7 separate regions of the Mus musculus genome follow, and all the other regions are linked to region 4. Evidence: chromatin contacts called from public ChIA-PET, HiChIP or PLAC-seq and Micro-C data. All regions are on one chromosome and are shown on one strand. Each heading gives the region's core, a stretch centred on a gene start, on an enhancer-like site or on the middle of the called end of the contact. The rest is flanking DNA. Distances are from core to core; before and after follow the strand shown.

Region 1 (3,329 bases), core at 29-2,528, 510 kb after region 4:
TAGAGTATTTTTGGTGAGAGAACTAGTTGTAGGATATGGTAACAGTTAAAGCCTGGAGTCCTAAAAGGCTCCAGAAAGGCTTTATTTGAAACAGTTGTAGGCAGTAACAGTTTTAACCGTATTATAAAAGCATAAAAAATGCCATATCCCTAACATTACAATTGGTTAACTGTATCTTAATAAGAAAACTTACATCAATATTTATGTTTATTGAAAAATTGTACTTTAATCAAATAATATACTTAAACATCTATTATGTTACATTAAGTAAAAAGAGCAGCAGGGCGCAGTGGCGCACGTCTGTAATCCCAGCACTTAGGAGGCAGAGGCAGGCGGATTTCTGAATTTGAGGCCAGCCTAGTCTACAGAATGAGTTCCAGGACAGCCAAGGCTGCACAGAGAAACCCCTGTTTCAAAAAAAAAAGTAAAAAGAGCAACTTATAATAACATGTATTTCAATCTCAACTTTGGCTTAAATGATAAGACTGAGCTAATATGAAAATGTTAATTTGTTTGTTTATTTGTTTTTATTTGAGACGTAGTGGTTGGCTGTCCTGGAACTTACTATGTAGACCAGGATAATATCAAATTGGCAAACTTTACATATATGTGTGTGTGTGTGTGTGTGTGTGTGTGTGTGTGTGTGTGTGTGTGTGTATTCACAGTTTATCCTCTGTCAAATCTCTTTCTGGACACAGTCATTCTAGTGTCTGAACTAGCACAGTGCAGTATTACAGGCGAACGTGTAATTTCATTGAGAATTGTAGCAGTGTTCATATACAAAAAAAATTGTTTATATTTGAACTTACCATGACAGATTCCTCTCTCTAAGCTTTGCTGTTTTGCAGCCTTTCTTTGTGTTGTATTAGCTGTTGTTTGTAACCGGATAACAAGTTTCCGTGTGTGGTGGCAGGCCTGGGTGGTGTTTTACTATGCTTCGTATTGAGATGGATGGGCCCAGGCTGGTCTTGAACTCACTGTCTCTGCTCAATGGGCCTCATCTTGCTTCAGCATTTCAAGTACTAAGACAGAAGGAAGCCTGTGCCATTATGCCCAGGAGGAACCTTCACTGCAGGATAAAAGTTGATCATAATAAAAGAGGCCCTGGTTTAGTTTAGCCATGGCTAGTCTGAGCTATACTGGAACATTTGGTATCTCTGGGATAAAAGCAGCTAAAATCCCCAATCAACAGCCTTGGGGATCCATCTTGCCTCATAGGAAGCACCAGGTTGTCTGGGCCCAAGTTACTCAAATACTTACTGTATCTATTCCCACCACCAACCTTGGGCTTCCCGCTTCCAGCTCCTCGAAGTTTATCATGTGATAGACATAACTGGAACTAAGGTAGAATAGAAACTGAAAGTGACGCTGATTTCTAACATTTACACTGACATCGGTTTCCCCTGGCTGTCCTGGAACTCAAAGATTCACCTGCCTTTGCCTTTACCTCTGCCCCTGCGTCTGCCTCTGCCTCTGCATCTGCCTCTGCCCCTGTGTCTGCCTCTGCCCCTGCATCTGCCCGTGTTCTGAGATTAAAGGTATGCCTCACAATCCTCTGCAAAAGTCATTTTTATGAGATGAATTGTTCTGATGTGGCTACAAATAGTCTCTGTGTGGAATGAGAGCTTCCTGGGAGAAGAACTAACCTGTAATGCTTAGCCACCTCTAAACAGGGTTTCATGGGGTGGCTTGTTTCCCTTCTTTTCTATCTTAGCTGGGCTGGAACTCACTCTGCAGACCAAGCTAACCTTGAACCTATAGAGTCTCTGTCTCTGTAGGCCTGTCTCTGCCTCCCAAGTTCTGAGGTGTGTGCACTATACCTTACCCAACTCATAGGGTGGGTGATAGGTGTTGTTGTTGTTGTTGTTGTTTGAGACTGTGTCTCAGCTCTTACAAGCTAAGTTGTTTGTGAGTTTGTTTGTTCTTTTAGAGATGGATCTCTGTGTATCTCATGCTGGCCTGGAACTTATCTATGTAGTAATGCTGGTCTCAAACCTTTGATTCTCCATCTTGAGTCTCTCCAGCACTGAGGAACTGATGTGTGTCACCACACCCAGCTTTGGGGTCTTTTCTTAGGCTTTGTGATTTGGCTGCTAGGTAGACATCAGTGGGCCCTCAGCCCTCAGGATTTGGCCTGGCCAGCGAAATAAAGGAGGTGCATTGAAAAATAATGCAGAACTGGAATCATGTTTTTGTAAACACATTTTAAGGAAAATGTATCTTGATGAAGTTAAGCTTCCATCTCAGCTAAACAAGAAAATCGGGTTTTGTTCTCACCCCTGTTCGAGGCAACAACGTATTCCACTGCTCATACTAAGACTTTAACAGCTGTGTCAACACGGCTGCTTGAAAAGAAGTGCAGGCTTACTGCTGACTCTACAGATCTCCCTGTCAGGATCTCTCAGCAGACTTCAGCCCTCTAGAACACTTGCTTACCTCAGATAGATGAGTCAAATGCTGGGGTAGTTAAAGCTCTGAGGGCTGGCTGTAAGAATTGGAAGGAGAGCCTTAAAACTCTCAGTACCAAGGGGAATAATATTCTGATAAGCCAGCTGCTATCCAGACACCATTGTCTAGCTACAATCTTTCCAATGGGAGTGAGGTGGGCAACTTACACTTACCTTATATTGATGTGACCTCAAGGCTGCCACTGAGCTACCTCCCCAGCTGTTTAAGTGACCTTTCGTAGGATTATCTTGCAATAACTCAATGCCTTTTATTTGTTTGGGGTTTTTTGTGTGTGTGTGTGTTTTTGTTTTTTGTTTTTTCAAGACAGGGTTTCTCTGTGTAGCCCTGGCTGTCCTGGAGCTCACTCTGTAGACCAGGCTGGCGTCGAACTCAGAAATCCGCCTGCCTCTTCCTCCCAAGGGCTACTCAATGCCTTTTAATCCATTCTGTTTAGTGAGCTTTTCATTACGACCCAATTAACGGATTAATGAAGATTGGTGACTGGGCTTCCTCTGCATCCCCATACTTTCTCCCCCTTTGCCCTTGTTCATTCTGTTCTTGGCGGGCACTTTTATAACTCAGGATGGCCTTGAAGTAGCCAAGAGCAATGGCCTTGAGCGCTGATCCTCCCTCCTTCCTCCTACCTCAGCACTGGCTGGGATTATAGGCATGTGCTCACAAGGCCAGTGTTCTAGGAAGAGAGAGGAGTACTGGGGGTGGGGAAATGAAGGAACCAGTGGTCACTGAGGGCCTGTGTGGCCCTGAAAAGCCACTTTATCTTTGTTCTGAAGCCCTGGGGAGTCACTACAGAGTTTTGAACTTTGAAACGATACTCCTGGGTTTTAATCTTATTGTACTCTAGAGGTACAATAAGGATTCTA
Region 2 (3,170 bases), core at 229-2,728, 370 kb after region 4:
GAGTATAAGTCCCAGAATTATACAAGCGACTCTGTCATAAACTTGTTCATGTTTACCTTTGCTGAACTTTGATTTCATGCAGCCCCACACTGGAGAGACCACTGCCTATACTATCCTTTTGCCTTCCAGATGAAGTTTCCTTTGTAGGGCAGGTCTAATGGTAATAAATCCCCATAGCTTTGGCTTATGTGGAAAAGTCATAACTCCCTTCACCTTTGGGAGCCCCTGACAGTTGCCTTCCTGATTAGCAGGTGATTTCTTTTGGTACTCCTAATGTACCATCTCTGTATGGTGTCCTGAACAGTTTCTGCTGGGAAGCTACAAGTCTTACACCCTTACAGGTTGAGTTTTCTTCCCTTGCTTGTAGGCTTCTGTCTTGAATGCTCAATACTTTGACTATACAACAGTGTCCGGGCTTCCTTACTGGCTCGGTGGCTTTATCGGATGTTCACTGAGCTTCTTTAATTACTGCATCTGTTTCCTTCTTCAGAATTTGAGTGTTTGTTAGCAAACGGGCATTTCCACTGGCCTGCTCTCAGGGACCTAGCAGCAGCTGCCACCACCGGGTATGCTGTGCCCAAAAGGGCCCCAGCCACCCCAGCTGCTTCTTCCCTTCACCTTCCCCCGACCCACCATCTCTCTTTCCTTCACCTTGTTTCTCTGTTTGTCTGCCTCTCTTTTCCTCATGTGCCCACTCCAAGACAGCCCTTGCTCTCGCTCAATAAACCTCTTGCACTAAGTCTGTAATTTATCAGAGACATCATCTGGCCCAGGCTTGACAAAGGTATCCCACCACTTGCCACCCTTTATCCGCCCAGTGTCTGGAGTGGAAGGACAAATGAGGGCTGTGAAATGGAGCACAGTGTAGAGTGACTGTCTAGTATGATTGAGGTCCTTGGTGCCACCAAGCCAAGCAAACAAGCATTTTTTGTCTCTGAATAGCTTCCCTGTCTCACATCTAAGACTTCTCACATGTGCGCTGGCCGCACGGTGTTGGAATACCCTTTCAGTCCTTCATTTTCCCTCGTTCTTTTGCTCCTGCCTGGCATGGAGTGGCCTGTTCTTCACATTCAGCAGTTTTCACATGTCTGATGAAGTGGGAATCTTTCACTGGTTTCCAGGTACTGTCTCATGTTTTCAGGTGTGTGCCCCAAGCTGGCCTCAGACTTGCTTAGGTATCCTAAGTCTGCATCAACCCCCACGTCTGGATTACAGGCAATGGCTACTAAGATTTTCATGAAATTTGTTTTTTTCCAGTTGCCTTGCAGTTTTCCTGCTGCTCCTCTGCGCCCTTTGCTGCCCCAGTATCTGCCTGCAGACGCCATACTTTGTGTTCTTCCAGTGCACTGGCTCTTACTGGTTTTCAGCAGCATCAGAATCATCTAAACAATGCCAGCAAGTACCACCAGTGTCCCGTCAAGGGAGACAAAAGCCAGTCTTGGCAGCAGAAGCTGGACTTTTTCCTTTCTGTCCTGAGCATGATCTGTGTGGTTTTCATTCATTCTGTGCTGTGCCGGGAAGGGGCTCTGCTGAGCCCTGTGTGCCTAATTAGGCTTCTCACAAAACACTTCTCTCTGCATTGCTGTTAACTTAGTGTCTTGCCGGGGGTTGTAGTGCATGTCTGGTGTCAGTGTGCAAGGGGCAGGCACCATGCACCGCTGCACCGCTAACGCATAGGAGCATCTGAGGATACTGTTTGTTTCCCACAAGGGGTCTACTGTGTCTACTGTGATTTGAGGGTGTCCTCCAGAAAGAAGTTCTAGAGCTGGGCTGTGGGACAGAGGACGTGCTTGGTCCTGGGAACAGCACTCAGTTATCGGCGACTACTTTTCACAGAGGAATGGGTTCATGATCACAAGAGCCTGGCTCTTGCTTGGTCCTGAGCGGGAGCAGCTTGTGGCTCTGACCAGACATGGCTTAGTCTCCCCAGCCCCCAGCATCATGAGCCAAGGTAACCCCTTTTCCCCTCGACAGGATATCTGGATCCAAGTACTGAGCTGTGGTGATGCACAACGGACTCTCACAGCCTTGAAGAAGGTGCCACCTGGTTTCCTACCCTGCTGCACTGCTTTTTAAACCAGCAGGTTTCAGAGTAGCTCTGCTGTTTATCATCTGCCACTCCTCTGACCCCAGTGTGGTTCAGAACTGAAACTCAGATTTGGCTACTAACTGTGAAGCTAAAGTATAACATGAAATTAATAAAGCAAACTGTGGAAATTACTCTTTATTGAAAAATACCAGTAATACTGACAGACTTCAAAATCAATTTACGGTTCCAGAATACAAAGTACTTAATACATTTTTTTCCAAACCTGTTTGTATCTCAAAGTTAGCATTTTTGTAAATCAAGATACAAATATGATAACTTCACTAAAATATTTTCCAGCTTTATTCTTTAAGGAGCTGTATAACCTTCAAAGTCAGGGTCCCGAGGTCAGCAGGGCATGGGGCAGAATGCACCTGGCACTCCCTGTGCAGCAGACTGCAACCACATTTTCCACATTGTTGGCACCGGAACCAAAAATCCCGCACAAGACAGCTGTCCTCCAGGCTCAGAGAATATTGGGAAACGCACATCAAAAGATAGCCTGTTTTCCTTATAATTAACACACTATCATTTTAAGATTGCTCTTTGGAGGAAATCTTTTAAGAATGTCATTGCAATATCATCCAATAACTGAATTTTAAAAACTATAATGAAAGAAATGAACTGTTACCGCCAACACGGTCTTGACTGAGCTGTGAGTAAAAATTCTATGCTTTTTTAGATGCAAGAAAATAATGCGCATGAGTTCAATTCAAAAGCACACAAGGTGTGGCGTGGGCTCAGGTGGTAGCAGCACTCAGCCAAATAGCCATGTGCTCATCCCCGCACAGCAGCACCGAGCGCCACTCAATTCCGCATGTGTGAACTTAGTAGCCACGTCCCAGTCTTTACGCACTCTGTCTTGTCACCTTGTCACATCAGAGCAATGGGATCTGGAGATTTACTAGTTGCTGTATTGAAACAAGTTCACAGCATCTCGTGCTGTCTGTCAAAAAGCAAACACTGTGGCCGGCAGCCTTTCTTCCCAGCTCTAACACCAAAGCTGCCGAGTGCTCACTGCTAGACAGGCAGTGAGATCCCACAGTAAAATAGCAGACACTAAAGGAATTGTGGCACATGGATT
Region 3 (3,077 bases), core at 79-2,578, 360 kb before region 4:
GACTCTTTCCCCTTGTCCTACTCTGTATTTGCATCCGCCTTTATCCTAAGGATCATTTTAATAAATAACAATGAACAGGAATGGCATCTAGAGGGCTTGTCGGCAACATTTAAAAGCCAATAGAGTTTATAATTCTACTCTATCATTTCTTATTGATTAGAGTAATCAAGATAAAAAGCTAGCCGGGCTGGGAGAAGTTCAGCAGCATATCATTAAAGATAAGAGTCAGTTAATTCTGGAGCTGGGGTAATGTGGCTGAAATGAGAAGCTCATTTGCATGAGATGCTGAGCCCAGTAACAAGGGGACAAAAATCACTAATTAGGACTGCAGAGTGTCGCCCTCTCCGCAAGCACCCTTTCCAGACCACGGACCAAGTGTAGGTTCGTTTGTGAGAGTCTGGGTAGGATTGAATGTCCTTTGTAGGTATCAGCCAGGCTCACTCCACCTTCCTCCTTACTCAGCACGGCAGGGATGGGGATCCTTGGGGGTTTATCTTCTACTCTCTGCATCTCAGACCTTCATTCCTGCGTCCACTGGAGGGCATCCTGTCCACCTCCCTTAAAGGGTCATTTGGCCAGTATTTGGTGCCTATGTGAGCTGGCCTACCACATAGGTCTTGGTGTGATCTCTGATCTGGTCTGAGGAGCTCCTGAACAGGCCCGACTCTACCAGTCTAGCAGGTGAAGAGACTGAGCACAGAAGGCCCTCAGAGAAGTTCCAGGCACTCGCCCCAGTGGGGAACCCCAGAGGAGGTCTAGATCCCTCAGCCAAAGCCCAAAGACACTCAGTCTGGACACCCTGGGGACCATAATGCACAGCTAGTGTTGCAGTAGTGTACAGGCTCAGCGTGTATGTGTGTGTGTGTGTGTGTGTGTGTGTGTGTGCGCGCGCGCGCGCGTGCGTGTGTATACTCGTGCAGATGAGGCCAGCTCTTGTGTAGTATGTTTAGAAGTTTGTTACCGCATGAACAGGTTTTTCTGAATATATGATATGAATAGGCTGTGCTTGGGAGTGATGTATGTAACTTAAACACATGTAATGTGGTGGGTGTGGGAAGTGACAGGTCCGAGCGGTTCCCCAGATGAATAAGGCTTCAGGCATCAAGGGCGGGTTTGGTTGACTAGGGTGACCCCAAACACTGAGCGGCAACTCCAGCTGCAGCCGTACCTCTCAGACTCCTCCAGGTCCAGCTAAGAGAAGAGGAAGTGCCCTCCACCCGGGAGCTTCTGGGAAAGGCAGAGTAACCTTTAGGCTGCAGGAGGTTCCTTGCACCTACTGAGAAACTGAAAGTAAAGTTTGGGCACTCCAAAAACCAAAAGACTTTTCTCTGCACCCACAAGGTGCGGTCAGACCCAGGCCCTTTGAGCTTTTCGCCTCCTTCCTAGGCCAGCTACCCAAGGTGATACTGGTCATGGTCCTCGCACCTTGATCTGGGAGCTCTTTGGAGCTGTTAAAGCGATCCCTCCCGAGATGCTCTGGCCGCGCCTGGGCTGGAACCCGCTTGACCTCGGCCATTTGAGAACTTTGTCCCCAGCCCAGCCCCAGCAATGGGCGCCTAGGCCAGTGTTGAGTACTGTAGGTGTCGGCGTGGGAAATGGCCGTGTTGGCTTACTCCCTCAGGTCTGGCCTGAGCTGCCCTGACACCGGCCAGGACCCGGGGACCAGCAGCGCGTGCACAGAGCACATGCGCCCTTGAGGGGGACAGTCGCCAAGCCGGCCCTAGCGGGAGGGGCGGGAGAGTTGTGTATCCTTGGCTTCCACACTCCCCCCACCCCGCTCTGCAAGGGTTTTCTTTTTTTTTTTTCTTTTTTTTTTTTTGTATCTGTGCACAGTTGGGGGCTCCCTCGCCAGCCACCCCTGGGCCTCCCCATACAGAATAAAGTCAGTCTGTATTTAATGGTCATGGCGGATGTGAGGGGGATTTGGCAGAAGCAGAGGAGAGGCCTTTCGCTCTCAAACATCTCTCCTGACGTCGTGTGAGTCTACCAACCCACCACGACCCCATATTCTTCTGCGGGTGTCTGACTCGAATGACAAGCGAGCTGATTTTTTCAGTACATAGCTGGGAAATGTACTGAGTGATAATAGAGATTTCTCTTTCATTTTTTACGCTTGACTTGGTTATTGTTGCTTTTCTTTTCCCGTGATTCCTTCTGAGGATTAGCTCTGACTTCCCCACTATTGGCGGTCAAAGTGGCCCCGACTCGGGATGACAATTGACGGGGATCAAGGGATTGCCCATTCTGTGCCTGTAAGAACGGATTCGCCAGAGAAACTCATCAAGTGGAGTCGGAGAATAAAGACCGTTCGGGGGTAAATGTATTCATTGAGAAGGGCTCTCCCAAATTGCTTCTAAGTTTTTTTAATGAAAAGTAACGATTGCAGCAATCAGCGGCTTTTTGGCGGATTACAAATCTGGAGGGAGCTGCGGCGCTGCATTGAAAAGTACCCCCGCCTTCGCACGGGGCAGGCAGTTCACAGGAGCGGCCGGAGGGGCGGGGGTCCGGTTGCAAGACAAAGGCGAAGAGTGTGGGGCGGCGCGGAGGCGGGGTGGGGGGGGACTCGGGGCGCTAGGGAGCTCCCCAGAGGAGCGGGGCGCCGAGGTGTCCCGCCAGAGCAGGCGAGGGACTGAGCCCCCACAGTCTTAAACCAGGATCAGGGAGCAGGAGAGGGTGGCTAGGGAGACCCACCGCGGCACCACCACTTTTGGGTGATTTCAGGCCTGTGGAACCCAGAAGGTATTTTGAGGAGCCAGGTCATCTCAGAGATAGGGGCACGGGAGGGAGGACACAACTGAGGTACCACCTAGCCACCCTAACCCTCACCCCTGGCCTTTGCACGCACCGACAGTTTGTTCTAAGCATGCCACATTTTTGCACAGTGGGAACGCGCTCTTCCACACTCAGGGGTCTTCTCTGGGTAAGGCAGAGAGAAGGAGGGAAAGCGGCGTCCTCCTTCCCCTGGACAGCAACAAAATATCTCCAGGCCGCATCGGACCGAGCCAAACGCTTCTAAAGGGCGCGCGCAAACGCCCTCTGCCATTGCGGGAGTCCACCCACGGGCAAAGCATTTCCCA
Region 4 (2,888 bases), core at 19-2,518:
CTCCCTCCCCTCTGTCCTTGCAATTTTACTCGATTGTTTATTATTTGCTGGGGGCGGGGGCGAAGAGGAGCGAGAGGCGTCTGGAGCCCAGAGACTGGCGGCGGCGGCCAGTCAGCGCTCGGCGTGGCTTGACGAGGAAGCCGCGCAGCGAATGGCGATGCGGCGCAGGGCTCCGGGGTCACGCGCGTGTAGAGACAATGACATCATCTGTTTGTACGCGTCGAACTAGCTTGGTGCAGGGGCGGGGGCCTCACGTCACTTGAGTGACGGATCACGCGTAAAGCCTGGAGGCCGGAGTTCCGGGGTGGGCGGCCTCTGCAGGCTCTTTTAGGCTGGCTCTTTTGGGGTATTGGGTTGTTGCGGAGCCCAGACTTTAGCTGCAGAGACCGAGAGGGTTTTGTTTGGAAAGATACGTATGAACCAGAATGCATGGTAGACTTTTGGTATGCATGTCGCGTGTGGCGCAGAAAAGCACACAGTACGGCCGGGAGGCACGGATCGTGGGATAAGGGATTGTGAAGGTGCGATCTGAAGTCTATAGACTTAGAAAAGTCAAGCACGTAATCAGCTGCTTTAGCATAAGAAAACTGTTGCCCGCTTCCAGTTAGCTATCTTCTGCTCCTGCGTTCAGGACTGGGGCGCACTGCACTTTTCTTCCTGAGTTGCACTTTTCCCACTTAGCCTTAAAATCCGTGAAAAGCGAAGCACGACTGTCGCCGGGTGTCCCAGGTGAGGGTCCAGTGACACACCTTTCGGCGCGATCTTCGCCGGCCAGTGTTTCCACGCCCAGGTAACCCTTGTCACCTGCGGCTGCCGGCTTAACCCGGGTGTTCCCTGGTGTCAGGTTCTAATAAGGAACCCGATACTGGGGCGGGCTCCGACCCCACGCACCCACGGGCAGGCCACGGGCCCACGAGCCAAACGCAGGGCCCAAGGCTGAGAGCGCGGGGCGGCGCGCAGTGGTGTGTTGTCTGACCTGGCCTCCCGTCCCGGGCCAGCGTGGCCGCTGAGGTCCCCAGGAGAGCGCGGGACCCCAACCGGGAGGGCTGCGGAGCCGGCCGAGTCCCGACCCGCGCGCGCCCGCCCCCATTCCCGCAGCCCCGCGCAGGCGCGAGGGCGCACACACGCGCACTCCCACACGCACGCACAGCAGCCCTCCCGGCCCCCGCCCCAGCCCTCCCCCTGGGCGGGGACCCGCCCCGCCGTCATCCTAGGTTGAGGCTCCCTGTGAGTGGCTATAACTTTGTGCTGCTGCCGCGGCCGCCCTGCTCGTGGAAGGGAGGAGGAGGAATGTGGAAGGCGGCGGCGCAGCACAGGCTGACAGGCGGTTCCTCCGGCGGGCTGCGGCGGCGGCCCGAGAGTCCCCTCGTCGCGGTGCCCTGGGCTCGCGCGGAATCGTACGCCCTCCCGCCTCGTTCCTGAAGGGAAGGAGCCGAGGTAGGCGCCGGAGCTTTGCAACGGGGCGGCCGCCTTTCCAGTGACTCCGGATCTGTTTCCGAGCTGGGCCAGGCGCTTCCCTTTCCCTCCCCGTGACTCGGTGTGCTCCCCCCCTTCTCTCCCGCTAGTGTCTTTAAAGGACTTGAGGGAAGGGGGAACTGTCAAGATGGCAGCAGCGGGAGCAAGGAGGTGATGAACGGTGCTGGTCCGGGTTTTCATGCAGTCCGAGAGATTTGGCGCTTCCCGACCTGTTGGAAGATTTATGTTCCCACTTGCTTCCTCCTTCCCGTTTCTGACCTGGAAGGGGGCGGAGGGCCCCACGTCCCCAAGAAAATACATCTCAGATCTTCTTAGTCCTGCGGGGTCGGCCCTCTCTCTCTCTCTCTCTTGTTGGAAGTGATCTTGGCAGGTCTGCACCCAGACCCCCACGCTCTCCCTGCTGGTCCGCGGGCGGAGAGGAAAAGACGGGAGTTGCCCGCGCCAGCCCTAGGGGGCCTCTCGCCTGGGAGGGGTGGGGGGGATCGCAGGGCTGGGGAGCGGGAGAAGAGCCCAGGACTCTGCTGACTTGCCCTGCGCCTCCGCGGGAGGCACTTGAGCGAGCCAGAGCCAAACATAAACAAACGCACGCACGCACGCTCGCCCTCCGACCACTGCGGAGCTGTTGGGGTCCGGAGGCCGCCCACACTTAATGGCGCGGCCACCCCTCCCCCGGGACGCCCCTCCCCCCTCCGCCCCGCCATCTAGTCCGGGAGAGACCTGCGGTTCTGGCGACGGCAGCGGGGGAGGGGGCTGCCCCGCGCGGGGCCGTCGATTCGCTCGCGTCTCCCGGGCGGCCAGGCCAGGGGGCGGCGTCTGCTGCGCCAGGTTCGCGGGACGCACGTCCCCAGGTCTATCCGTTCTAGGTGGCGGCCGCGGGCGAGGAGTCTCCGCGGACTAGGCTCCAACACAGGATAACCAACTCTCTCTTCGCGCTTCCCTAGGTAGCTGGAGCTCGAACCTTCGCGGTGCCCCGTTCCTCCCCCGCCGCACCCAGCCTGGGCTCGAGAGGAGAGAGCAAGAGCCCAAGCCGCGGGCGGCGGGCAGGCGGCGAAGATGGCAGAGGCACCAGCCTCCCCGGTCCCGCTCTCTCCGCTCGAAGTGGAGCTGGACCCAGAGTTCGAGCCACAGAGTCGGCCACGCTCCTGTACGTGGCCCCTGCAGAGGCCGGAGCTGCAGGCGAGCCCGGCCAAGCCCTCGGGGGAGACGGCCGCAGACTCCATGATCCCCGAGGAGGACGACGATGAAGACGACGAGGACGGCGGCGGCCGAGCCAGCTCGGCCATGGTGATCGGTGGCGGCGTGAGCAGCACGCTGGGTTCCGGGCTGCTCCTCGAGGATTCGGCCATGCTGCTGGCTCCAGGAGGGCAGGACCTCGGGTCGGGGCCAGCGTCCGCCGCAGGCGCTCTGAGTGG
Region 5 (3,082 bases), core at 507-3,006, 340 kb before region 4:
TCAAGGGTCCAGTCCCAAAGATGCCTGCACAGGACAGGTAACTGTTACAATAACCCCTTACTGAGCACGGGCAAAGGTCTATAATTGTCAAGGAAGGCTCCAGAGAAAGACAAACGGAAAGGTGGGTGGATAGATGCATGAACAGAAGTGGGGTTGACAGGTAGCATTATTCAGGCGGACAAGTGTGGGTGCTGATGTAGAGACACAGGCACGGTTTTAGAGTTCAAGGTGGGGATGGGGAAGGAAACACCACTGTCCCATCTCAAAGGTGGTCAGCCATTCCTAGGAAGGTCCGCTGATCCTTCAACTGGCTGGGCGGCACCCACCTTCAGGAGGCTCAATCCACCCACGTAATCGTTGACCTCCTATGGTTAGGGCTCCTGTTGCTATGATAACTATCCTGACCTTGGGAAAGAAAGGGTTAGTTCACCTCCCAGGTTGTGGTCCATTACTGGGGGCAGAGACCACGGAGGAGCACTGCTCACCGACTTGCTCCTCCGTGGCTTGCTCATTCTTTATCAACCCAGGACTATCTGCTCACAGCGTCCTGGGACCTCCCACACCAATCACTAACCGAGAAAATGCCCTACAGACTTGCCGATTGGCCAGTCTGACAGAGGTGTTTTTCTGCGTGAAGGTTCCTCTTCCCATTTGACTCTAGCTTGTGTTGACAAATGGCCACCACTAACCAGACCCAGAGGCACGTCACAAGGTCACAAGCGCACACAGAATCCTGGACGATGCATAAAATTACCCTTCTCAGTTCCCGACCATGGCTTACTGTTACAAGTGTGAACTGGAATCCTCAGGGAGTTCGTTTAAAATGTATCTCACTCCAGTCCTACCCCACTCCCGTGTCTCACATTCTCCGTCTGAGACAAAGCTCTTCTCAGGAGGATTTCAGGATGGCCAAGCGGCCAGACCTCACAAGCAATATTGGGGCAGAGAAGCCACACAGGCACTGTGTGCGGCTCAACTCAGAGCTCGCACCAGCTACAAAGGTCTCCTATGGGGCTGAGGGTACATAGTTCAGTGAATATCGCTCAATCCCTGGAAGTAAAATAAGTAAATAGTCCGGCATGGTGTGTGCTGTAGTCGTCTCAGAACTTGGGAGGTGTACCACAAGTTCTAGATCAGCCTGGACCACATAGTGAGCTTGAAGCCTGGGCAACATGATTAAATTCTGTCTAAAAGAACTACGATGGGATGATGGTGGTGATGAAGGTGGTGTCGGTGGTGGTGATGATGATGATGATATCACATCAAACCAAACCCAAATTCTCCAGAAAGCACACAAGTTACTATTTGGGAATATAAATATGTTGACCCACAAATACAAATCAGCTTTTAAGTGGTTTAAAAGGTTTATTATTTTAAAAATCTACATTAAGAAAAAAAAAAAAAAGGTATGCTATGTCCCTACTACCCAAACTGAAACCGTGCAGGCTGGACTATCCAAATCAGAAACTCGAGATGAACGTGGTGAGAAAGGGGTGGAGAAAAAAACGGATGGAAGAGGGTCATGTCTGCTTGGGTTGTTCCTGCCTCGAGTGACCGACTGCTTCGAAGTCCTGGGTCCTAGGGGACGGGAGAGGAGTCCGGGAGGAGTGGCCCATGAGGATGCGAAGGCCGGGGCCCCCCACGGCGCCTCGGCCTCCCCCCCTCCCGCAGTCGCCCAGCTCCGGGGAGCAGGCTGCGGGCCCTGGCGGCCGCTGCGCCACCCTCCTCCCGCTCGCTCGCCCGGGTTCAATGAGGATTATTACATCATGCTGCAAGTATGCGGGGCAGCCTGAGAATCAAAGCGGGCGCTGGGCGGCTGGTTAACTGCCCCGCGCCTGAAACCCATCCTTCCCGCCCCCTCCCGCGCCCTCGCCCCACCCCGGCCCGCTGCTTTTCGTACCATTAAGGGTAGCATTCTGGGGGAGAGGAAAACCTGATCAAAACTGTGCGCCGCCACCGACAGATTTTCTATGGATTCTATAGAGGCCACCTGAATGATTTCCCTAATTAATGGATGACATCTTTGGCTGAAGGAGAGGCGATGGATTCGACTCTGTCTTCGTCTTTGTTAACCTTCTAATTAACTTTCGTAGGTCACCCAGGTCTCCCAAACCTAAAAACTGAAGAGGCCCATTGTGCCGGGAGCAGTAAACTTACTTTTGCTGGTGGGGTACTTAAAAGGGAGACCGATTATAGGCTGAGAAAAATAACTCCATTTAAAAGCTTTGTGGCTGCAGAGAATACATAGGCCCCTCCCTCAGAAAATAATTGAAACACCTTTTATACCAATATTTCTATGCATAATAAAAACAAATTAGCAAAAACGCATCTAAATTCAGCAGTACTTTCAAATTACCTTTTTTGGAATGTAAGCCTCTGCAAGCCAACAAAAGAGACTTGGGTTTAGAGAGAAAATTGCTACTGCAGCAGCTACCAGCCTTTATGTGGAGGGGCTGCAAGACGGACCAGGCAGGGGCTTGGGTACCTCCGAGTCACCTCCCTAGGAAATGCTCCAAGCATACCACCCTTGCTGAGGCTTCTTCTGACTCGCCTGGGGGGCACAAAAACTGAGCAGGACAGTCGGGCTTTTTCTGATCTTCAGGGGTTGAGCTTGGAAGGGTTTTTGGTTTTGTTCTTTTTGAGGTGAGGTCTGAGTCCGTAGGCTGAACTGGAAAGCCTGGCTTCCAGGCATTCTCTCCGGAGCTGGGCGATGTGCACAGCCAATTCTGTACTCAAGACAAGCACGCTACCACTGAGCCACGCTCTCCTCTGCCCCAAATATTTTTAATCGTGTGAATGGAGGGCAAACCATATCGCAGAGTCAGAGGAGAAGACTGCTCTGTCAAAATCGGTAACCAGAGCAGTGGGGTGCGAAAGTGGGGTTACAGCTCAGTCATAGAGCGTCAGCAGCACACGTGCAAGAGCCCCCCGATTTGATCTCCATAGAGACTGAGAGACAGAGAAAGGTAAGAATCATTTTTACTGCACATGCCCCAAAGTTTCTGTCAAAAACAAAAACCACAGAAAAACCTCAATACCACATCATGACCATTTTTTTGTGTGTTATAAAAATGGGAAGAGA
Region 6 (3,296 bases), core at 632-3,131, 420 kb before region 4:
ACATTATTTTAATGTATGATATATTAAGTATACATTACATATATACATCTATGTATACGTGTATATATATATGTGTGTGTGTGTGCATGTATGTATATACATACAACAATACTACAATGGGAATTCACTTAAGTTAATCACTGAGCCTGCTACCATTTGGCAAGTATGTTTCTTTTTCAGAGTGGGCTCCCAGTGACTAATGTGTAAATAGCAGACCTCAGCCTTTTCTGCTTTGTGTACTTCTGCTAACGAGGATAAATCAGAAGTGTCCAGTAGTCATTCATATGCCTGAGAAAAAAGCCCTCACTTGTTATTGTAACAGATATACCTTAAAATATGTAACATTGCTATGTTTGAAAACTAAAAATACAGAAATCTTCAAAAAAAAAAAAAGGGGTGCTCAGGAAAAGGGAATTTGAGAACCCTTATTCAGAATAAATTATAGGTCTGCAGTCCCAACATTTCGTGAGAATGCAACTTGTCCGACCTTGGCTCATCTTCTTCTCGACTGTGCTGTGGTCTAACACTTACTGGCACAACGTGAGGTCGAGTCCCCGTTTTGCAGGCTTCAGGTGGCATTTTCTTGAATGTTGGCAAAACTGGTGCTCGACTTGAGACGTTTGGCTGGGGAGAGACACAGGGCTGAGTTTAAATTCCTGCTCTCGAGGGCTTACCCAGTGCTTACATGCAAACCACTATATTGTCTATTGATTGGCTTAACATGGCTTGATCCAATTTTCCTAGACGTAAAACCTAAGGTTTTTTTTTTAATGAAGAGCATAAAATTAAATTAAGTAGAAGCTACTACCCATGACTTTGTTAAGAGCAGTACCTAATAAAACAGGCATCCACGCTTTCTTGAGCACTGCAATGTTAACGTGTACATAAAGAATAACAAGGAAAGTCCAAGCTAGAAATCAAGCTCTAAACATCTCTTAAAAGACAAGAGTGTTTACAAAGCTTCTACCCCAGTCATTGTTAATTACGAAGTCTGAAGAATTCCTCCTAAGAGCTGGACCAAGACACCACCATAGCTAATACAATCAGGGAAAGGAAAGAATACGTACCGAAGGACAGAACATTGCCTCTATTTTCAGACAAAAGCATTTTTTTTTCAAGTAGGGCACGCGGTGTGTGCCTGTGATCCTGGAACTTAGGAGATTAAGAATGGAGGATTGTGAGTTTGAAGCCAGCCTGGCCTACATAGCAAATTCCAGGCTAGCCTGTGCTACACGGCGAGACCCTATCTCAACACATTCATGCTGGGCGCCAGTTCAGTGGTAAAGGGTATTGCTAACACTTATAAAGTTCTAGCTTCAATACCTAACACCAAGCAAGAACAACAAAACACACATATTGTGTGTGTGTGTGTGTGTGTGTGTGTGTGTGTGTGTAAATGTCACAATGAAATACATTATTCTGAGTTGGCAGCAGTGGCAGGAACCTTTAATCCCAGCGGACAGAAGTGGATCTCTATGAGTTTGAAGCCAGCCTGGTCTACTGCACAAGTTCCAGGATAGCCAGAGCTACACAGAGAAACCATGAGTCAAAAATAAATAAATAAATAAATAAATAAATAAGAAAAAAAGACTCTAGTTTTAAAAAGAATGGTTCTTTTAAAGTTGAGTTATATATCACATATAGCACTATTAGCAAAATATGTAATATTCAGCTATGATTATGATGGCCATGGCATTGAGCCACTAGGTTTAAATAGAATCATGGCCCATAGCCACCTGGCGAGGTCGTGCGTTGAACAGTTGAGTGCAAATGTTTCTCATGCTCTAGAACTGAAAACCCACAGTGTCACCTGCAGTGGGAGTGGCACCCGTGGTGGGAGTGGCACAGGCTGAGATCTGAGAACTGCTGGCCTCATAGGAGGAGCTGCAGCAGGGCTCAGGCGCCTCTATTTCCTTGCCTTGTTTTAAGCTCTGCACAACTCTCAAAGACATAACCATGCCACAGAGCAGTCACATGTCATCAGTTCATGCAGGGAGGAAGGCAGGAGGTGGGGGGAGGGAGAGCAATCGGCCATGAGCATCGGCACATGAACTCTTCACTCACACGAGTATTTGGGGTTATTGTATGTGTCTGTCTGTCTGTCTGTCTTTCTCTCTGTATGGTTTTATTGTTTATTTGCTTTGGTCTTTTGCTGTGTTAATTTGTTTGTTTTTGAGTCAGGTTTGACCTGTGAAGCCATGGCTGGCTTAGAACTCGTCATGTAGACCAGGCTGGCTTTAACTCAAGGATCCATCTGCTTCTGCCTCCTGAAAGCCATATTGCCTGACATTATTTGATCCAAGATTTTTTTTCCATAAAGAATTTCACAGGGATAGTATTTTGATGCTAACATTAAAACAGACTATAGTATTCTTTTGTACAACAAATGTCTGCGAGCACTCACTATGCCCGGGCACTTTCTAGGTACTGGCAATATGACAGACGGTATACAAGGAAACAACTTCTTCTTCTGATGATCTTTATGATCCAATCAAGGGAGACGAATCAAGTAGAACAAACAAATGAGAGAGTTAAGTGACCTCAGCTGTCAGCAGCAGCAAAGCCGCCGGCTTACTGCCTGCGTGCCATAAAGAAAGAGCACAAAGTCTGGTGATGGCTCGGCAGGTAAAGGCACTAGCCACATCTTTCTTAAATAGATCTGTACCTTTCCCCTACATTATGATGATGAAGGTTGAATCCACGGCCTTGTGCATACAGGTAAGAGCTTTGACGCTGTACCCCCAGCCCCTTGACCCCGTAATCTTTTTTGACCCCGTAATCTTTTACGTAGGTGCTCGGCTAAATGGATGGATGACTACAGAAGGGAACTTACGTAGAATGAGTTTGCGTTTCTTTTGCTCTGAGTGAAGGAAGCTACTGAGGTAGAAGACGACAGGCAGGAAGAGAATGAACACAGACACAGCAACCACGGACACCGTGTCGCTGCAGGTGACCGAACAGTTGAAGGTTCGACTCCAAAGCTTCCGAGTAATGTTCATCTAGAGAAACAAATATCATATTATAGTCTCTTTACTTAAAGTTTAATTAAAGTTCTCTTTAATGTCTTAGTATATTTTTGCAATCCAAACATCATTTAAAACAGCGTTAAAAATCTACTGATAGTTGAGAACAATTTCTTCTGCTAGGAGAAAAAAAGCTGGTTTACAATTAGTAACTGTATAATATTTGGTATTATTTTATTTTGGAGACTCTCTGTGCAACCCTGGCTATTTTGGAGCTCACTCTGTAGATCAGGCTGGCCTCGAACTCAGAAAAAAAAAACAAAACAAAACACA
Region 7 (2,873 bases), core at 264-2,763, 400 kb before region 4:
TTCAAGGCCAGTCAGGGCGACAAGAAACTTCATCACAAATAAATACATTAATTAAATTAAAATAGAATGAAAAGACTCCCTAAAAACAGCTTATTTAATGTAACTGCTCAAAATCAAATACAACGCTGCATATTAAAGTCATAGAGAAAGGAGCGAATCTGAAAAATACTGCATGCACTCCTATTTAAACTGCCTTGAAAGCCAAATCTTTCCACAAAGAGTGACTCTGGACTTTACTTAATGCAAATGAATGTCCCCATTTACAAAAAAAAAAAAAATCTGCTTAGTAACATTAGGCTAGATTAAAAACAAGATACACCTATTGACATTTCTATTTAGTTTAGTCAATTACGACCTCTAAAGCAACTGAAGCCACATTTTTCATGAGACTACTTGGCCCCTCAGGACGCAAGAACCATTTCCACCCCCAATCCCTGTGTCCTCCTTATTTTTCCTTTACCAGGCAACCCTGTGACTCTCACGGTGGCCGACACCGTAATCCTTTCCTAATTTATACAGTTCTTAGAGGCAAAGACTGTGTCTTCCTCTTTTGGTTTGCCTTCATTAAGTCCTTCACATTACCTTCCAAGTGACCAGGAAAGCTCTCGAGTTACAGAGAAGGCAGACTATCCTAAAATGGCAACTCACCGACCACGAACTATTACTGTATGTCGCTTTGTGTGGCCTCTCTTTGTCCCCACTTTCCGGATGAGAAAACAAGCAGAGAATGTCACTAACTTGCCAGAGAACAAGCTGATAAACAGGATGGAACCGAACTCAATACTTTGAAAAATAATAAAGGTCACACTGATAGAAACTGGTGGCTCTGGGTATGTTCGCTGCAATGTTCCAGCAAACCTGTCCCAAGAAGATGCCGGCTTACAGCATCCAGGGGGACAGCATTCCAAGCCATAAGCCCCTAAAGTCACCCGCTTGTTTCTGATACCCTAACTCCACAGACCGTCCAATGCCGTTTCCTTACTTTCCCAACCCCCCCCCCCCCCAGGTGCCGAGGCTGCTCCTCTACCCACCCCGATGTTTCGGCTGATGTTGTCCATCTTGATTGCGACCTGTTGGAAGAGCGGGTAGCAGGTCTGGCAGAGGCGCACGGGCCGAGCGCTGCGCACCATACAGGCGGTCAGCTCGGCGCTGCTATTGGCGAAGTCCATCAGCAGCTCCCGGCACTCAGGCTCCAGATCCGGCAGGTCCGGAGGTAGCAGTGACAGCGGCCCTAGACCTCCGCCCTGCAGCAAAGACAGGGTCAAGTCCTGCACCTCCAACAGCTGCTGCTCCGACAGCAGGTCCGCAAAGCCTGGGTGCCGACTGCTGGTGAAGGGGAGCGCGCACAGGGCGCACCTCCACCGCAGCAGCTGCAGCAGCAGCAGCGCCGGCAGCCACCGCCACGGCCACCCGCTACTGCGCGCCAGCTCCGCGTCCCGAGCCATCCCCGGGCCGGACTGTAACAGATAGCTCGCCCGGTGCTTCCGACAGCAGCCGCTTCCGGCTTCGGCCGGCGCAGGCCCTGAGTGGAGTCACGAGGTGAGTGCGTCACGGCCCCGCCCACCTGCCTCCGGAGGCGCGCGGGTGTGAGCGCGCCCCGCTTGGAGGTCTGTAGAGCTGCTGCAACCCCAGTGCATCCCAGGCCTCCGTCTTGCACGCTCTGCACCCTGCAGTTCCCCGCCTTCCATGAGCCTGTGGAGTTTGTTCTGGTTGCTGGAACTCCAGGGAGATGACTGCCGAGTGAGCTCCCAGAAAAACCCAGTAGACTGATGGTTTGGGCAGGTGTTCATTTTCATTGGCTCTGGATTAGTAAAATTTCTTCATCTCCTCTGGAGAGTGGATAACATCCGTTGGCAGTTCTGGTTTTGGAACTTGTGGCTTCAAAAGGCTTGATTGATTGATTTTAATTCTCAACTATCTACCCCGAACAGAACTTCCTGGGGTGATGAATATAGTCCACGTCTTAGTTAATAGGGAAGCCACTACCCACATGTAGCAGCTGAACCCTTGAATTGTAGCTACTACGATGATAGAACTAATTGTCCAATGTCACTTAATTTAAATATAACTATCTGACTAGTGACACCTGTGTACGGCTCGGATCTGGGTGTAGTGTTTTAGCGCAATAGAAATCCTACCTAATACATACACTTGAGCATACCCCACTATGTTATTATTATATATTCTATATTATACGATTATTATACCATATATTACATAACATATTGTAACATAATATGTAATATTAATATATAACATGTAATATGTGACACGTAGCATTTTATGATATGTTGTAATATGTTATATTGTATATTATGTAATGTATAATATATGTTATGATAATAAATATGTATACATTATATAATATTAATACATATAGGTATTTTTCTTCTTGGAGACAAGCCTCATGTAACTCAGGCTAGTTCTCTAACACACTAAGAAACATGTTTGCGCTATACCAGAGAATGGCCTTGAAATTCTGATCTTCCTGCCTCCCTGCTGAAAGTGCCACCATGTACCCCCATTGCCAGGTGTTTGTGGTGCTGGAGACCAAACCCAGGGCCTGGTGTGTGCTAAGCAAGCAAGCATTCTGTCAACCCAGAGACATGAGAGAGAGAGAGAGAGAGAGAGAGAGAGAGAGAGAACCATAATAACAAATCAAAAGAAAGCCTATTAATAAGTCATTGCAGTAGACACTGGAATAAAGCAAGAGGCCAGGATATAATGTGCTCAAGAGTAGGATGTGAGGGGTGGGGACATCCATGTAGAGACAGAGGTATGGGGAGGAGGTACGGGATGTGGATCAGTCGGAGAGTTGGGGGGGGTAATAAAATATGGAGTGTAAAATAATTAATTAATTAATTAAAAAGAGA

Evidence for each region. Hi-C and Micro-C count contacts between places; a contact is called where the count stands out from the background. ChIA-PET counts read pairs in DNA pulled down with a chosen protein or histone mark. HiChIP or PLAC-seq counts read pairs in DNA pulled down with a chosen protein or histone mark.
Region 1: an RNA polymerase II ChIA-PET map of memory CD8 T cells shows a contact between it and region 4, with 18 read pairs. The contact joins the enhancer-like site here to the promoter of Foxo3 in region 4. A contact is called at or near these places in 5 of 39 promoter capture datasets (embryonic stem cells, frontonasal cranial neural crest, hippocampal neurons and 1 more), 1 of 484 Hi-C or Micro-C datasets (Sertoli cells) and 7 of 115 datasets of contacts at active chromatin or transcription factors (the SCID.adh cell line, bone marrow-derived macrophages, double positive thymocytes and 4 more).
Region 2: an H3K27ac HiChIP or PLAC-seq map of stem cell-derived neural progenitor cells shows a contact between it and region 4, with 6 times the contacts expected there. The contact joins the enhancer-like site here to the promoter of Foxo3 in region 4. A contact is called at or near these places in 1 of 39 promoter capture datasets (second pharyngeal arch cranial neural crest), 2 of 484 Hi-C or Micro-C datasets (cortical neurons and myocytes), 21 of 115 datasets of contacts at active chromatin or transcription factors (the 230-238 cell line, the SCID.adh cell line, SST interneurons and 15 more) and 1 of 9 other capture datasets (embryonic stem cells).
Region 3: a contact with region 4 is called in an H3K4me3 HiChIP or PLAC-seq map of embryonic forebrain, with 3 times the contacts expected there. The contact joins the enhancer-like site here to the promoter of Foxo3 in region 4. A contact is called at or near these places in 2 of 39 promoter capture datasets (cranial neural crest and pre-B cells), 1 of 15 datasets of contacts at CTCF or cohesin (the NIH/3T3 cell line), 4 of 484 Hi-C or Micro-C datasets (all in embryonic stem cells) and 16 of 115 datasets of contacts at active chromatin or transcription factors (SST interneurons, bone marrow-derived macrophages, double positive thymocytes and 12 more).
Region 5: an H3K4me3 HiChIP or PLAC-seq map of stem cell-derived neural progenitor cells shows a contact between it and region 4, with 2.2 times the contacts expected there. The contact joins the enhancer-like site here to the promoter of Foxo3 in region 4. A contact is called at or near these places in 2 of 39 promoter capture datasets (both in embryonic stem cells) and 6 of 115 datasets of contacts at active chromatin or transcription factors (embryonic hindbrain, embryonic stem cells, epiblast stem cells and 2 more).
Region 6: a contact with region 4 is called in an RNA polymerase II ChIA-PET map of memory CD8 T cells, with 58 read pairs. The contact joins the enhancer-like site here to the promoter of Foxo3 in region 4. A contact is called at or near these places in 2 of 484 Hi-C or Micro-C datasets (both in embryonic stem cells) and 8 of 115 datasets of contacts at active chromatin or transcription factors (acute myeloid leukemia, craniofacial prominence, embryonic stem cells and 4 more).
Region 7: a contact with region 4 is called in a Micro-C map of embryonic stem cells, with 4 times the contacts expected there. The contact joins the promoter of Ostm1 here to the promoter of Foxo3 in region 4. A contact is called at or near these places in 4 of 484 Hi-C or Micro-C datasets (B cells and embryonic stem cells), 5 of 115 datasets of contacts at active chromatin or transcription factors (acute myeloid leukemia, craniofacial prominence, extraembryonic endoderm stem cells and 2 more) and 2 of 9 other capture datasets (adipose tissue and liver).

Annotation. Positions count from the first base shown.
Region 1 is chr10:41,765,525-41,768,853 of GRCm38.p6, reverse strand. The region is part of intron 2 of Cep57l1 (centrosomal protein 57-like 1); the gene reads left to right. The region is part of intron 1 of BC048559 (cDNA sequence BC048559); the gene reads right to left. Among named protein-coding and RNA genes, the nearest start is that of BC048559, 20 kb to the right of the region's middle. Within about 2 kb of position 1,278, at least 24 of the 459 cell types and tissues checked have an H3K27ac peak or open chromatin away from gene starts, as enhancers often do. A contact at or near this core is called in memory CD8 T cells, where this site is marked.
Region 2 is chr10:41,907,464-41,910,633 of GRCm38.p6, reverse strand. Sesn1 (sestrin 1) reads right to left here. Exons shown (of 10, transcript NM_001162908.1): 10 at 2,198-3,170. It also overlaps a transcript of Armc2 not described here. Among named protein-coding and RNA genes, the nearest start is that of Gm33058, 50 kb to the left of the region's middle. Within about 2 kb of position 1,478, at least 38 of the 459 cell types and tissues checked have an H3K27ac peak or open chromatin away from gene starts, as enhancers often do. A contact at or near this core is called in cortical neurons, forebrain, neural progenitor cells and 3 more, where this site is marked.
Region 3 is chr10:42,631,757-42,634,833 of GRCm38.p6, reverse strand. No RefSeq gene overlaps it. Among named protein-coding and RNA genes, the nearest start is that of Ostm1, 46 kb to the left of the region's middle. Within about 2 kb of position 1,328, at least 26 of the 459 cell types and tissues checked have an H3K27ac peak or open chromatin away from gene starts, as enhancers often do. A contact at or near this core is called in embryonic forebrain, where this site is marked.
Region 4 is chr10:42,275,075-42,277,962 of GRCm38.p6, reverse strand. Foxo3 (forkhead box O3) reads left to right here and starts at 1,268. Exons shown (of 4, transcript NM_001376967.1): 1 at 1,268-1,437; 2 at 2,418-2,888. The coding sequence starts at 2,530.
Region 5 is chr10:42,612,870-42,615,951 of GRCm38.p6, reverse strand. No RefSeq gene overlaps it. Among named protein-coding and RNA genes, the nearest start is that of Gm38491, 31 kb to the right of the region's middle. Within about 2 kb of position 1,756, at least 68 of the 459 cell types and tissues checked have an H3K27ac peak or open chromatin away from gene starts, as enhancers often do. A contact at or near this core is called in stem cell-derived neural progenitor cells, where this site is marked.
Region 6 is chr10:42,697,811-42,701,106 of GRCm38.p6, reverse strand. It overlaps Ostm1 (osteopetrosis associated transmembrane protein 1), which reads right to left. Exons shown (of 6, transcript NM_172416.3): 5 at 2,834-2,999; 6 at 1-624. The coding sequence ends at 569. Among named protein-coding and RNA genes, the nearest start is that of Ostm1, 21 kb to the right of the region's middle. Within about 2 kb of position 1,881, at least 36 of the 459 cell types and tissues checked have an H3K27ac peak or open chromatin away from gene starts, as enhancers often do. A contact at or near this core is called in memory CD8 T cells, where this site is marked.
Region 7 is chr10:42,677,556-42,680,428 of GRCm38.p6, reverse strand. It overlaps Ostm1 (osteopetrosis associated transmembrane protein 1), which reads right to left and starts at 1,513. Exons shown (of 6, transcript NM_172416.3): 1 at 1,032-1,513. The coding sequence starts at 1,445.